Linked DNA regions of Danio rerio: region 2 is linked to region 1. The links are chromatin contacts, called in public Hi-C maps. All regions are on one chromosome and are shown on one strand. Each heading gives the region's core, a stretch centred on a gene start, on an enhancer-like site or on the middle of the called end of the contact. The rest is flanking DNA. Distances are from core to core; before and after follow the strand shown.

Region 1 (7,826 bases), core at 2,842-5,341:
GCTTCACTTCGCTGAATGAGCTTTTGTGTAAATGGTTGAATTAGATACAAGTGTCAGGATCTGTCATTTTATGACTTTAGTTTTTACATGTTATGATTTTGTTCCACCTCTAGATGTCCTCAGTTCTCCCCATGTGTTGTATGAGTTCAGTAATTATTACGTGATTGTTTTCAAATGTGTCCTGTTATGTCATGTGTATTTAAGTTGACTAGTTTCCCGATTCTTTGCTCGGTTATTGTTGATGCTAGCCCTTGGTTATCGTAAGTCTTAGCTTGCTTTTCTAAAGTCTCGTCTACTTAGAGTTTTGGGCTACATTATCTTTTTTTAGTTTTTTTTGGATGTGTTTCTCCTGCTCTAGTTTTTGTCCAAAGATATTTTGCCTGTTCGCCTTTTTGTTCCTCTGTAAGTCCTTTTTATCTCTGCTTTTTTTTTTTTTTTTTTCTAATCTGGATTTTTATTTTTTGTAAATCTCTCACAGTGCAAGTAATGTCTTGTTGTAAGGTTCATTGTCTGGCTCAGTGATTAGCCTTCAGACTCTGACACTGGAGACCTGGGTTCAAACCCTGTCTTTGACAAATAGCGTATTCGCTAGTTTTGCCCTTAGAATACTGCACTTTTTTTGGAAGTAGACTAAATTCTCAACTCCCCAAGAGTTAAACAGTCGAGTTGTACCATTTCTGAATCCATTCAGCTGATCTCCAGGTCTAATGCTGCGACCTCTTAGTTTAGCTTAGCATAGATCATTGAATTGGGTCAGACCATTAGCATGTCTTATCCAAAGATTTATGCTAAAAGTGCTCCCACCAGGCCCAGTAATCGGCTGCATAAATTCAGAAGTGGTGCAACTCAACGGTTTAACTTTTGGGGCAATGTAAAAGAGCCTATTTCCAGAAATATATGCAGTGTTCCTTTTAACCAGCAGTTTGTAGATTAATTATTTTTCAAGTTTATGGCAGAAAAAATATATAATTTACTACGGAAGTCACTGATAATTTTGTGACAGGATTCATAGCCATATCCCCTGCAGACCAAGACCTATTACTCCCTGAAGCCAAGCAGAGCTAAACCTGTTTAGTACCTGGATGGGAGAACACACAAGAAAACTAGGTTGTCAACCTGCTGTCTGTGTGAGTCCTAATACCCCAGTATAGCAACAGGGACTCTATATGATGAGGCTATGGCAGGGCAATCTTTTGGATGAGGCATTAAACTGAGGTTCTGACTCTCACTGAAAATCCTATGTCAGTTCTTGTAAAGGGTAGGAGTGTAAATCTGGTTTCTTGGTGCCAGATTTCTCCCCTTAGCTCTTACCCATCATATTCTCATAACCCTCACCATTCACTGAATTTCCTCTACCACTGTTACGGTCACCCATTATATGCAGCTGGTGTGTGGTTCATGCACTGGCACCATTGTCCTGTGGTTCCTGTTGCATCATCCAGGTGCCGACGCATAACCTTGCACTGCCCCTCATGACTATAAAGCTCTTTGGGTGTATGGACATTCACAATATATGTGATATAAATGCACATTACATTACACTTCACATTAATTAATTTCTGCAAACAGAGTCAGAAAGACTTTTCTCTCTTTATGATGTAAAGGCTGTAATGTGCTATAAAATGCACATATGATCACATACTTTGTTTTCTCAAATCTATAGATTTGCTGTTCCCAAATTCAGAAATTGCACAAATAACATTTCCTGGTGTTCACATATGTAAGTGCTTGCAAATGAATGCAAAGCAATGTACATTTTATATAAACAAATATAATAAAAACATTTAATAAATAAATCTAGCTTTATAATATAAATTTATTTAAAATACTCTGTTCACTTTAACCCAATTTTCACTTTTTGCACTTTGGGAATTGAAGATACAGCAAGGATCCATTATTCCGAAATATAATATAATATAATATAAATGTTTATCCTCACTGTATTCACAGCTGTTTTAACATATCAGAGAAGAAAGCGTCTGATTAGCAGTGTGGATCTATGTTCCACTAGCTCTCCAATTCAACTCCTCTCTTTGACTGCTACATTAAAAAACACATTTGCTACAATCATTTCTGAAAAATATTGTCCCTTTGTCTTAGTTCATGTGTCACCATTTTTCATGACTTGATATAAATGATTTGTGCAGAAATGACGGTTACAGTATTTTTTGTATTAGCATATTATTTTTGAAAGATATAATTATTTTTTACAATTTCACAACATTATTTGTACAAAAAATCACTTAGTCATATTGTCTTCTGTAATGTTATATTTGCATTTTTTGCAAATATAAAATGTTTTAATGAAATTGAAAAAAACTGTCACTGTAATTTAGAATATATATATATATATATATATATATATATATATATATATATATATATATATATATATATATATATATATATATGTATATTAAAGATTTAATACTGAAATGCCATATTTACAATACGATAAGTTCTGAATACTCATTCTGTAATTTGCCTTATGTTGTCATTTCTTTATTTATTTTTTGTAAATTATCAGATTTTTTCAAATAAATAATAAAAGGCAGTTGGTATAGAAATTACTTCTACAACTATTTTTATTTAAAGCAGCAACTTTTATAGATAATACAGCATGTTTTAGAATAATTTCTTCATTATGTATATTTTTTCACTTTGCATTCTGTAATGTTGTCTTTGGTAAATTAACCTTTTTATTAATTTCATTTACTAATCAGGGGTGACCAGGTGGCTCAGTGGTTAGCACTGTCGCCTCAAAGCAAGATGGTCTCTGGTTCAAGTCCCGGCTGGGTCAGTTGGCATTTCTGTGTGGAGTTTGCGTGTGTGCATGTTTCCTCTGGGCGTCAAAGACATGCACTATAGGTGAATTGGGTGAACACAATTAGTGATGCAGGAGTGTGTGTATTTCCCAGAACTGGGTTGCAGCTGGAAGGACATCTGCTGCGTAAAACATATGCTTGAACAGTTGGCAGTTCATTCCGCTGTGGCAACCCCAGACAAGCAGGGACTAAGCTGAAGGAAATTTAATGAATGATTGAATAATCTGCACAAACGGCGTAGAAATGACTGCCACTGTAATGTTTCTATTATTTACTTCATATGGGCTCACTGAATATTACTTCAGTCCTAATTTTTCTGTCAGTTTACGTTCCCTTTTTTGGCAAATTATCAGCTTTTTAAATTACCTACAATAAACGATGCTAGAGTCATCTGTCCTGGTAATTTTTGTCCCACTAACTTTTATTTACAGATAAACTGAAATCCCATAAACTGTTTTTAAAAAATATAATTTTGCCTTATGTTATATAATTTTTTTGTAAGTTTTGTAATAAGTAAACAATAAAACATTGAGTGTATAATTGAAGCTATTTTATACAGTATCTTTTTATCAACAAAATATGCACTGCAAGGCTAATACAAAAAAAATTTCAAAGTTTTTTTTATCATTCTGTCATGTCACATTTAATGTAATATTTTTGGCATATTTTACATTAGAGATTGTTGTCAAAGTAATATTGTACTTTAAACTTTTATTTAAATGCATAATAAAACGACACATTTACTCCAACAGCCATTATAAACCAAATGTAAAAAAGCAGTCAGTAAATTTGCTTAATGCCTTTTAAATGACAGTTTTGTCTAATTCCAAGTTTTGTAGCTTACTGAAGCACCATTAACCATAATTGTGGTCATTATCCACAATTTCCGTTTAAATGAGCACAGCAACTCTGCTTATTTGTCTATAAATAAATAAAAAAATCTCTCAAATAACAGTTTTGGGCCGATGCCACACGCGGGACACCGCCACGTACACTCGCCCAGACCTGAGTGGCATTTCAAATCGATCATCCATCGTCTGCGTCCTCGGGAAAGCCCTTCATCTCCACCTGATGGCAGCATCACGCAGCCTCTTCTCGCGGGTGCGTGGGAGTTCCCTGCTTCGCCATGTCGGGGTGGTGCAACGCGCTGAAAGGATCTCCCGATCTCTCTCTCTCTCTCTCTCTCTCTCTCTCTCTTTCTCCCTCCACCGCCTCCACCCCATCAGCAGCACCATCCTCCCACTCACGACAGTCTCAGTCTCAGCAGCAGAAGAAGCATCGTCCTCCTCCAACCTCTCCAGGCAACAGCAGCAGCAGCATCAGCACCATCATCATCATCCGGCGGTGAGACACGGAGGAGACGCATCCGAGTGATGCCACTGCACCAACCGCATCTCGTCACCGCGAACACACGCCGAGAATAAAGCGCTTCTTCTGCGAGGAGGGAGAAACACATTCGCCTGGAGACATTCACTGCCCATGAAGATGTCTAACGCCGACATGGTCTTGAACTCCACCGATCGGGTAGTGAAATGTAAGTGAATGGCGCATATTTCCCTACCTATTTGCTTCTTACCTGGGTTTTTTCTTTTGCGATGTCGCGCCGTACTTATATAGGGCTACTAATGCTAATTAAGACGCATCGGGCGCGTTTGTTAATGTGATCGGTTTACGTTCTGGATTGAAGTGTTTATGATTTTGTCTTTGCTTTGGATTGGTGTTAATCGAGTCACAGGCAGGTAGGTCGGGGGAGACGCGTTAAATAAGGCAGATCCAGTGGAGGCGGTGATGCAGCAGGATTTTAGGTGGCATCACGCAGCCCTTCCTGTATTTTCTTCATAGACAATGGAAGCAATAGGGGTTTTCGGCGCGTATCTGAGCTGTTTGCTTTCTCCAGGGAAGCCTCTGAGTCTGAAGGTAAATCATTCGAGCTGGGAACTGTCACGCCCCCGTTGCGTCTGATTGATTTTCTCGCATTTGCTGGTCACGTAGCGCACATTAATATTCGCGAGTGTTCATGAAAGCGGAGATCATTGAGACAGAATATTAGCGTCATGGTGCTGTATAGAAACTATACGTCATTTTAATTAAAGGTACGTTCGGTCATTTTTTTGCTTTAGCAGTATTAATGTCTAAACGTAAACTATGCACGTAAGTAGTCTTACTACAGAAAATACAATTTTATTCAACCCAGAGGGTGGCCACCATGTTTGGATCACGTGATCGTTTTTGTTATTAGTTTGAAAGTAAAAGTAATCTCAAAACATGACTTGCACCATAATTTAATAATAAAAAGAAGACGGACAAAACTACTCATTTAAGCCCAAACTGCTGGTCAGTGAAGCCAACATTTTTTTTTAATCATTTTTATTTGTTTATTAATACAATTGGTCACACAACCTTTCAAAATACTTTATCTGACTCACACACATACACAGGCATTTTAATGTGTATGCATTTCAACAATTTGTATTATTTCTCCCAGGCTACAGAGGTTCATGCATAATCTCTCGATATATTATATCCCATACAAATGTCTTTATTCTTGATGATAAATTTGTACGAATGTACTTTGTATTCTCTTTGCACAATCCCTTATCTTGGTAGGCATCCACAGCTGTTGCTGTAGTTTGCACATATTTTATTGTGTTCTTTTTAGGAAGTTTTTTGGTGATTATGAATCGACGACACCAATTACAGCTGCCACCTTGTAAAAAAACTAATCACTACATAAAAAGGAAAACAATATATAAAGTGCACTGTAAATTTACAATGTGCTGATCACTAAAAATTGTGAACCCTACTATGGCTTTATAGGTTTTTGGAGTCCATGCGTCCAGGCCAATAGGTGTCAGCAAAAAGTCTAAAAGCAATGTTTAGACAATGCTTTGTTAACATCATGCGTTTCGCATTTGCAATTTTATGAAATCTCATTTTTCCTGTCATGTCTTATATGTTTGTCTGTTGGCTCCAATGACTCAAATATTAATAAGACAACAAGACATTTTGAAATAGGGTGTTCCTCAGTAGTTACTCTCAAAATACATCATCAGAAAATAACCACATGATCGGTGGCCAAAAGAGAAACGGTTAAAAAGAGCTAAAAATATTAACTTTGATTTTTATTTTATTTTGTTATTTTGCATATTTTTTTGGTTATTATTTATTTTGCATATAATAACAGTAAGGAGACATGATTTTAGTTTATATTCATATTTAGACAACACAATACTACGGTGGCTGAGAGAGCTTAACATGATGCAATTTCTGAAAACACGTGCAGTTACAAAAAATGCCAGCAAACTGAAAAAAGATCTTCCTCAGTTTGACAGCACATGTGCTGCAAATCCTTACATCGTCACATTTGTAAAAAACTTGCCTTTTCTCATAACACAAAAAAATTAATAAAATCGTTGCATTTTCTCATAATACAACAACAATTGACAAAAATGCTGCATTTTCTTACAACACTTGCAAAAAGATATACGGAAAAAGACATAATGGAAATGTTTCAAGGGGACTCAAAAATGTGACGGACGCTGCTACTTAGGTTATGGGCTGTGTCCGAAACTGTCGACTACTCAGTAGGTACTGCATTTTAATTTAAACGTACTGCTCGGTCGTTAGAAAAGTACATTCTATAAACTATGAATGGGAAAAGTATGGATTTCGGACGTACTACATTCGCCATTTAGTCATGGTCACGTGACCTACCTGCGTCAGTTGCGTCACTTTACTTCCATTCATGAATTCTCTCGTGGGGCAATATAGGATAGCGCAGCATGCATGGGATGCGCACTCCAAAATCTCGCCAGAAGTAGTAAGTCATCCAGGTACTTCTCGCATACTGATTTTCGAATTCTATGAATTCTTACATACTACTCGGCTCGCATACTGATTTTAGCGTACTATACAGCATGGAAGTATGCGGTTTCGGACGCAGCCATGGTTATTTAAGCTAATAAAATACAAAATACATAAAATAAACAAAAAACTCACCTTTCAAAGATTACCAACAACTTCACTGAGCAATAGTCACGGCACACTGGCGTCCGTCACATTTCAAGTTGTGTTCTGTTCTTTTTGCAAGTGTTGTGAGAAAATGCAGCGTGTTTTTGTAAATTGTTAGCATTGTGAGCAAAGTGCAGCTTGTTATATTAATGCTTGTGTTGTGTGAAAATGCAGCACGTTTTTTTTTTGTGTATGCATAGTGAGGATTTGCGGCACATGTGCTGTTAAACTGATAAAAAAAAAATTCTCAATTTGCTGGTGTTTTTTTGTAACTGCACATGTTTTTTTTAAGTTCCAACACATTAAGCTCTCTTCGCCACCGCCAAATAAAGACTTAAATTAAGAAAGGAATATTTGGTGTAATAACCGTGATGAGATCTTAGAGCTAATTTAGTGCAAATGAAATTTGAAGTTTGGAGGAAATGATATCAGATCTTTATAGAATAATACAATTTTTTAAAAAAAAATCTGCACCTCACCTATTAAGAACAGAAAATCCATAGAAAATTGTCTCTTCATTTTTTTACTAACACAGGCTCCTTGGAAAAATGTGTCCAGGAATACATTTTAAAAGAATGTACCCTGTACTACATCCTCTTGCCGTTTTTATTTTCACAAATCCTATATTCTTGTAAATAAGTGTGCTATTGCAAACTCTGGAGATATTCCTCTCAAAACAGTAATAACCCAATGCTGATCTGCTTCTAGTGTTTTTTTAAACGCAAGCTAACACTTCAGCTTAGCTGAAATTAATTTGAATTGCAAAAAAATATTGGCTTGTGAAGTTTTGAAACAATTTCCAGGATATCTTCATTTGCATGCTAATGTGGCCACATTTGAATGCTTTCTACTGCGTTGTTTTAAAAAAAATTTGGCTTCTGAAATGCTTCATGTGTCAAAGACAAACAAAAATGATAATTCTGTCACCAATAACTGTGCAAATTTTATTTAAAGAAAGAAACGTCAAGCAGATTTTTGTGCATAATTGCA
Region 2 (7,826 bases), core at 3,844-6,343, 98 kb after region 1:
TGGCATTCTTAGTGGTGGTTAAAAACATTACTGTATATGCTTTATTTTCAATAAACATTTTTTAATCAAATCCTGTAACAATAAAAATAAATAAAACAAACATTTATAAATATTACAAAAATACTACAAAAATATCATGGTGATCATTTGTGGTTTGACATCTATTAAAAATGTATATTCAATGCAGTAAATCAATTGATAAACATAAAGCTTCATTAAATTGTAACAGTATTAAGCTTTTGTTCTTTTGTTGTTTGCAGGAAATCAACTGTATTTGCTTGCACCGTTACAAAAAACAAAAAACAATAAAAACAATGCAGTTTATAATAAGAAATAAAATAAGATAATAAATAACATACAAAAATTTATACAAATATATATGCACATTTATAAATAGCAGAAATGGTCATAAATGTGGTTCAAAAAGCTTTACTGTTCACCCTCATTAACACTTACATTTATTAATTCCTTACAACTCACTTTCCCATTTCTGGAGCTTACATGAAAGCATAAATTGCATTTTCTGTTGACTTAACAGACACATTTATTGGCTGATAGCCTCATTACAATTATCTTGTAACTTATCTAGTTTTCTTTGATAACATGAACATTTTCAAACAGAGTTGGGGAATCGGTCATGGCATCTTCTTTGACATCTTATACGGGCCATGATTAACTCAATACTGACTGCTTGATCAATAAATGCACTATCAATGTTTTCACCACAAAATTAGCTTCTGTCATTTATAAGTTAGTCAGTTCATTAGTGTATTAGCATTAAGGAGATGCTCGTGTATGTTTTATATCGAGAGTGATGAGGACTGACACCTGCAATAACATGTGTGATGCTATTGAAAGTGTATCATCAAGAACGACATATTATGCCCCTTTTCATGAGACTTTAATTAAATTTCTGATGTCCCCCAGAAGGTGTCTGTAAAGTTTCAGCATAGAATACCCTTTAGAAATTATACTACAGCTTACTTCTTGGCTTTATGGAATACTTGAGTCTGATTGGTCACTCATGACATTCCAAGTTATGTTATGTTGTTATGTTATGTTATGTTATGTTATGTTATGTTATGTTATGTTATGTTATGTTATGTTATGTTATGTCATGGAAGGGGTAAAGTACATCCATAAAAATCTATAAAAATTTGATTAAAGGCAGACAGGCTTGTCAGCTGCCTTATGCGAATCAGAGGGGTGTTGTATAAAAATGAAGGGCTTTATTTGTCAAAACAACTATCTGATGTAATATATAGCACTCACACAACTTACACAAGCACTTATATAGCAATTACACAGCTTCTTCCCACAAAACATTAAAAAAGACACAAAACATTGTTCTCATAACAGTTTATTAATTTATTAATTAAAGACAAAGCTGACAGAATTGAAAATTATTGAATGGAGCATACACTAACCTATGTATTATTTAGTCACAAGATGATGCCAAATGGTAAAAACAGTGGCAGGACAGTCAATCATATACCTCTGGATGATTCTACACACTCGGATAAGCCTGTGTTGCTAGTTTCAGTGGTTGTTTTCTGGGAATAACCAATATAATCTCACAGCAATTCATAAATTTTGATTTAGTGGCAAATTCGTTTGATCTAATTTGTACAATTTTGTACTATTTGCACATCCCCCGATGACATTTGGGTTTATGGGTGGGGTTAGGTGCCACGCTCTAAAGCAGTGGCTAAGGCTTTGTTAGAATCCATGTGCTGAAGTTTATTAAAGGGTAAGGCAGAGACATCAACGAAAAAACAGGTAGACACACCTCCTTTTTTAAATCATACAATTTTGTACGACTGAACTCATACGAATTAGCCACTAATCTGACAAAACGTACCTTGGAAAATTGTGACTGACCAATCAGAATCAAGTATTCCAGAAAGCCAGGCTCAACCCAGGCTCAATATGGATACATACACAGGTCTACATTTCTGTGGACAGCTAAATACGTAACTGGACGTCTTCTTGCAGTTTTTGTTTGTGCAAATCCGTCATAGGCCGATGTGTGTGCTTTTTGATGATTTCTCTCTCAAATTTCTCTCACACATGCTCTTCTCGCATTAAACTAATCCACCCACCCCTTCTCTAAACCCAACCGGTAGTGTTTTCAAAATCAATTTAGAAAATGAAAATCAGTAGCAGCTGCGTGATTTCACCATGTTTTCAGCCTGTTGTTTATTTACTTATTTATTTATTGCTTTTGTTTTGTTTCAAACCCTGTTGTCGCAGTCAATTCAGCTCCGCTTCCAAAGTCCATCAGCATTTGCGGCGAGTTACTAGGCAAACTGGTAACATAGGTAAAGCAGTCCACATGGAGGTGAGCAGTCAGCTGATAGCACTAAAAGGAACAGAAGCCGTCAGCGGCATCATACTGCCCTGTACTGTTTATTGTTTAAGATGAAATGCAGCCAGACATACCTCTTGCTACATAGTTTGCGCTTTCCAGAAATTTAGACAGGTATACGTGTTCACAATGAGCCTGTGTTGCATAAGTTATACATCCTACATCATTAGGGGAATAAAATCTGAACAGTTCATTTTTTTCACATGCTTGCAGAAAAAAAGACTAACCAAAACAAAGTTACTGGGCTGTTCGTATTCATGTTTTCGGAGATGGTAGATGCATCGGGGACCCGATTACAATATTAAAACAAAGAAAAAGTCAGATTTTCATGATATGTTCTCTTTAACAGAACACACACGCTGCACTTGTCTTATTTAAGGATTGTGTTCATCTGTATCTCAAGGACCTCTGTGTTTTCCTCTCTTCTTCTCTGTAGTGTGTTCTGTACCTGTGGTCGCTGAAAATCCTCTACCCAAAGACACTATTTTTACTGAGAGGAAATCATGAATGTAGACATTTGACAGAATATTTCACCTTCAAACAAGAATGTGAGTACCTCGCTTTACTTTCAAACTATTGTGTTTGCAGTGCTTTTAACACATACACTGGAATGCAAAGTGATCCAAAATATAAAAATTTTATTAGTAGTCAGTTAGTTTAAGAATGCATTGACTGAAAGCAACTGTAAGGAGAGTTGTAAATTAATAAATGATTCGTACACTACCTGACAAAAGTCCTGTCGTTGATCCCAGTTTTAAGAGCAACAAATAATAACTTGACTTTTAGTTGATCATTTGCTAAAGTGGCAGAGGGTAGATATTTCAAATGAATCTGTTGAACTGCATTCCAATCATCACAAATACTGCAAAAGACCCATTGGAACCCTCATGGACCCAAGATTTTCTTAGAAATCAGTCAAGTTTGGTGAAGGAAAAATCATGGTTTGGGATTACATTCAGTATGGGGGCGTGCGAGAGATCTGCAGAGTGGATGGCAACATCAACAGCCTGAGGTATCAAGACATTTGTGCTGCCCATTACATTACAAATCACAGGAGAGGGCAAATTCTTCAGCAGGATGGCTCTCCTTCTCATACTTCAGCCTTCAAATCAAAGTTCCTAAAAGCAACGAAGGTCAAGGTGCAGCAGGATTGACCAGCCCAGTCACCAGACATGAACATTATCAAGCATGTTTGGGGTGAGATGAAGGAGGAGTCATTGAAGATGCAGTCCTCCAAGCTCATGGTAGTCATACACAATATTATTATTTTTCCACTGCACCATGACTTTATATACTATACTGTACATTACTTCTGTTAAGTGAAAAGGCTTTAGTCTATGCAAAGTCAGACCTTACTGTCCTAAATAAATAATTAAATAATTAAATATCAAGGCATGACCATGTTTTATTTAGGGAAATAAACATAATCTAGAGGCCTTTGCCTTTCATTTCAGCCACTATTGATACCAAATGATCAACTAGAAGTCAAGTTATTATTTGTTGTTCCTAAAACTTGGAAAGGCGACAAGACTTTTGTCATGTAGTCTAATATAGTGTATCATAGTATATTGGATAAAAATTTTTTAAACATAAATTATACAAATATTTAAATCAGAATAACACATGCTTGGTTGCTAAAACCCTAAAATTGGGTCAAAAATGAGCCAACCCAACTCTTGGGTGAAACTGTGTAATTTAATTGTATTTTTTTAAAATAACTTTTTGTTTGTTTATACCTGACCCAACATTGGGTTACTATAACCCACACTCTAAAAAATGTTGAGTTATTTATTTAATGCAATGGCTGAGTTAAAAATATGTGGTGCTTTGTTGGGTTATTATTAACCTTTATTGGGTTATTTATTAATAACTCAACAAGTTGGAATAAATATTTGGTGTTTTCTTGGGTTATTTCTAACCTTTATTGGGTTATTTATTTAATAGCTCAACCAGTTGGGGTAACATTTTAAAATTTCAACAGTCAATTGATTTAACTGACACCGAACAGCTGTATTAATATGCGTGTGTAATGTTAATATTGCATTATAACGTTTATTTAAGCTGTAACACAATAATGTTTATTTTATTTTATCAAATTATCTCTCTGTGTCGTGTTTTTTATATCTGTTTCACCAGAACTCCTAATTATTGATGATAAAAATGCGCGCTTCACAGCTGATCTATGTATGGAGAAAAACGCTTAAGTGTCTTGAAATTAAAATGTAATGGAAATTAAGCAATTTGTTATTTATGTTATGTATGTTATTTATTTACACAGCCATAATTATATAAAAAAGTAGTACTAGTTATAGTAGCAATGATAATATCAGAATGGAAAAAATAACACTTAGTCAAAATAACCCATTAAAAAAAAAACAATGCATTGGGTTAAAATAACCCATAGTTGGTAAGGTGCTAAAGTAATATAGTTGGGTTGTATGCTGGGGTATTTTTAATCCAACTATTTTAATTGAGCAGTATTATTTAGAGTGTAACTTCAGCAGTGTCTGTTGTTCCTAAGAGGATGAATCGTTTAATGAACAGAGTGAGGTTTATAACTAAGAGCAGTAGCACAGTCTGGAGGAGGGTGAACTTGGTGTATGAGGTAATGCTAGATTCAGTGCGGACCCTTCCCATGAGGCTGAGCGGCAGAGCTCAGAGACAGCAGACCAAACTCTACTCCACTGACCTGTGGCCATGGTGACCAATGCTTCAGAGAGGCGGCGTACTGAGACATAATGAGAATACTACACGCGTCGACAAACCTCCTCCGTCTGGAGACTCTGTTTGTCTTGTGTGAGTGTTTGTGACGCACCCAGACACATGGGGCTGAGCGCTAAAGTTTGCTCCCAGCTGGAATCTAATGAGGCCGGAGAAAAACATAATAAGTGCTGTTATTACAAAATAGCTGTTGTTTGCTACAAATATTAGGGCTTTTTTCTTGTTGAAGAACTGTAAGAAATGATCAAAATGACTTGTCTTGCTTCACCCATAGGGGGTAAACAGCGGAAAACAAGTTTTGTTGTTGTCGTTGTTCTTTTGAAATGAACAAAATGTTTGATGTACTGTGCTAATACATTTGCATGCCAACTACACAGGCCCAGACATGTTTATAATGTCAGAATCTTTATTGTGACATTAAAATATCACAATGCTAAAACACAATGCTAAAATGCTAAAACATGCTAACAACAACAATAAATATATATACATATATATATATATATATATATATATATATATATATATATATATATATATATATATATATATATATATATATATATATAAAACGCTATACAAAATAAAGCTGAATTGTATTAAAGCGCTATACAAAATAAAGCTGAATTGTATTCGAATAGGTAATCATCATTGAGAATCTTGTCTTTAAGGTACAGTACAATTTAGATGTTGGCAAAGACTAATTTGGTATTTATAGGTAAAGGTGCAGTAGGTGATCTGCCTGAATGCTGGTTAGCATAATATCTTTCAAATACAATCCCTCCCCTTCCTGAAATCATAAACGCGCACATTAAACATGACAGAGACCCTCCAGATCATGTAATTTGCCAATTAGAAAACTTTATAGTACTTTATAACACCGCAATTCTGAATGAAAAACTATATTATATCTAGCACGTTTTCAGTTGTGTAGTTAGCAAGCAAAACTTGTCGTTAATGTGTTGGAGTGTGATCTGCGTGAACAGATGCGCAGTTGTACAAATCTACATTTGCTGACAGACAGTTTTGGGCTACTTATCAGAATTATGGGAATTATCTGCCTGACAATTTTTAATAAACTATTTTTTAATCTTATGCCTTACCCAGAATATTAAAATACATACAAATTCATTTGGAAAATTTACTTGAACCAGTACAACTGGATCATGATGAAGAGGCTTCAACAAGAACAACAAAAATTGTTTTTGAAGACAATCACCTACTGCACTTTTAATGTTCTATATGTGAATGTTGGAAGCTCAACTTCTACTCAAGGCAAAAAAATAAAAATAAAAATCTAATGTTGTCATAAACGCGATCATTAAGGCACACATGACATTTTGTCCACTGATAAAATTGCACCAATACAAAATACACAAATGTTTATTTATTTTTTATTCTACAAGGTAACAAAGCATTAACCATGCTGCAGCTGGTTTTATGCAACATATATAATTACACCACAATCATTATATGCAGCATATCTTTTTTGTAGATATGCATTTTTAGATTTTTAGTAACTACACTGTAATAAAATCCTGGTTGCCTTACATTTTTAAGCTAAATCATCAACATTATGAGTTTTTTGCACTTATATTATGACTTAAAACAGCTTGCGTAGCTTATAAAATTAAGTTAGAATATGATTAACTTAGTTTAATACGTTACAATAAACTAAAAACATTTGCTTTCATGACTAATTGAGCATATATTTTTTTACAGTGTAAAACCTTTAGCTCAATAAAGTATTATTTTCTTACTAATACTTAGTAGTTTAGTTTAGTTTAGTTTAGTTTAGTTTAGTTTAGTTTAGTTTAGTGTACTAAATTAATATTACACTTTCAAAACTGCTTGGGCCGAACAAAGTACTGGATATAAAATGCTAAAACATGCTAACAACAACAATAAATATATATATATATATATATATATATATATATATATATATATATATATATATATATATATATATATATATATATATATATATATATATATATATATATATCAATAGCTTTATGAAGCCAATGCAATGAGTTTAGAAACATTAATAGCAGATTAATATTTGTTAAAAGCTAAAGAAAACAAGTGAGTTTCAAGAAGAAATAGAAAAAAAACAGTTGAAGAGGTGGCTATTGTGAGTTGTACATGCAAACCATTCCATAAACGAGGATCCACCATCAAAAAAGTTCCTCTTGCGTTTCAGCCTCAAATTTTTCACTAAATTAAGATTACAAGTTCTGAGACTTCTCGGAGGGTTATTGGGATGCAGGAAATCTGATAGATAAATTGTGTAGGCATTTGAACTCAAACAGAAAAATGTTAAACTCTATCCTGAAATGGACAGGAAGGCAGTGGAGGAGAGTGTATGATGGGAGTGACATGGGAGTCATACTGTATTTGTGACCATTTTTCAGGAATTTGGCTGCAGAATTCTAGACCATTTGAAGTCAAGCTACCTGGGATTTAGAGATGCCATACAGTAGAGAATTACAGTAATTTACGTGTGAGGTTATAAAAGCGTTGATAACTGTCTCATGTGACTTTTCAGGCAAAAAGTGTTGGAGTTAGGTTGGGTTTAGGTATTGGGTAGGATTAGGGATGTAGGTTTCCAGTTCTCTCATTCATTTGCAACAAGGAAAGTGACAAATCTGTGGTTTCACTAACAGCGAAGTGATGGTGTGTTATAAATATCATCATTATGAATATTTGGATCAATTAGTATGCATGGAATGAG

What was found. A called contact is a pair of places that touch in the nucleus more often than the background predicts.
Region 2: a contact with region 1 is called in a Hi-C map of an unstated tissue, with 2.9 times the contacts expected there. The contact joins the enhancer-like site here to the promoter of ppp3ca in region 1. A contact is called at or near these places in 2 of 18 Hi-C or Micro-C datasets (embryo and an unstated tissue).

The regions. Positions count from the first base shown.
Region 1 is chr21:32,036,726-32,044,551 of GRCz12tu, forward strand. ppp3ca (protein phosphatase 3, catalytic subunit, alpha isozyme) reads left to right here and starts at 4,092. Exons shown (of 15, transcript NM_001198550.1): 1 at 4,092-4,359. The coding sequence starts at 4,305.
Region 2 is chr21:32,133,623-32,141,448 of GRCz12tu, forward strand. ppp3ca (protein phosphatase 3, catalytic subunit, alpha isozyme) reads left to right here. Exons shown (of 15, transcript NM_001198550.1): 4 at 2,805-2,916. Among named protein-coding and RNA genes, the nearest start is that of ecscr, 39 kb to the right of the region's middle. Within about 2 kb of position 5,094, at least 10 of the 62 cell types and tissues checked have an H3K27ac peak or open chromatin away from gene starts, as enhancers often do.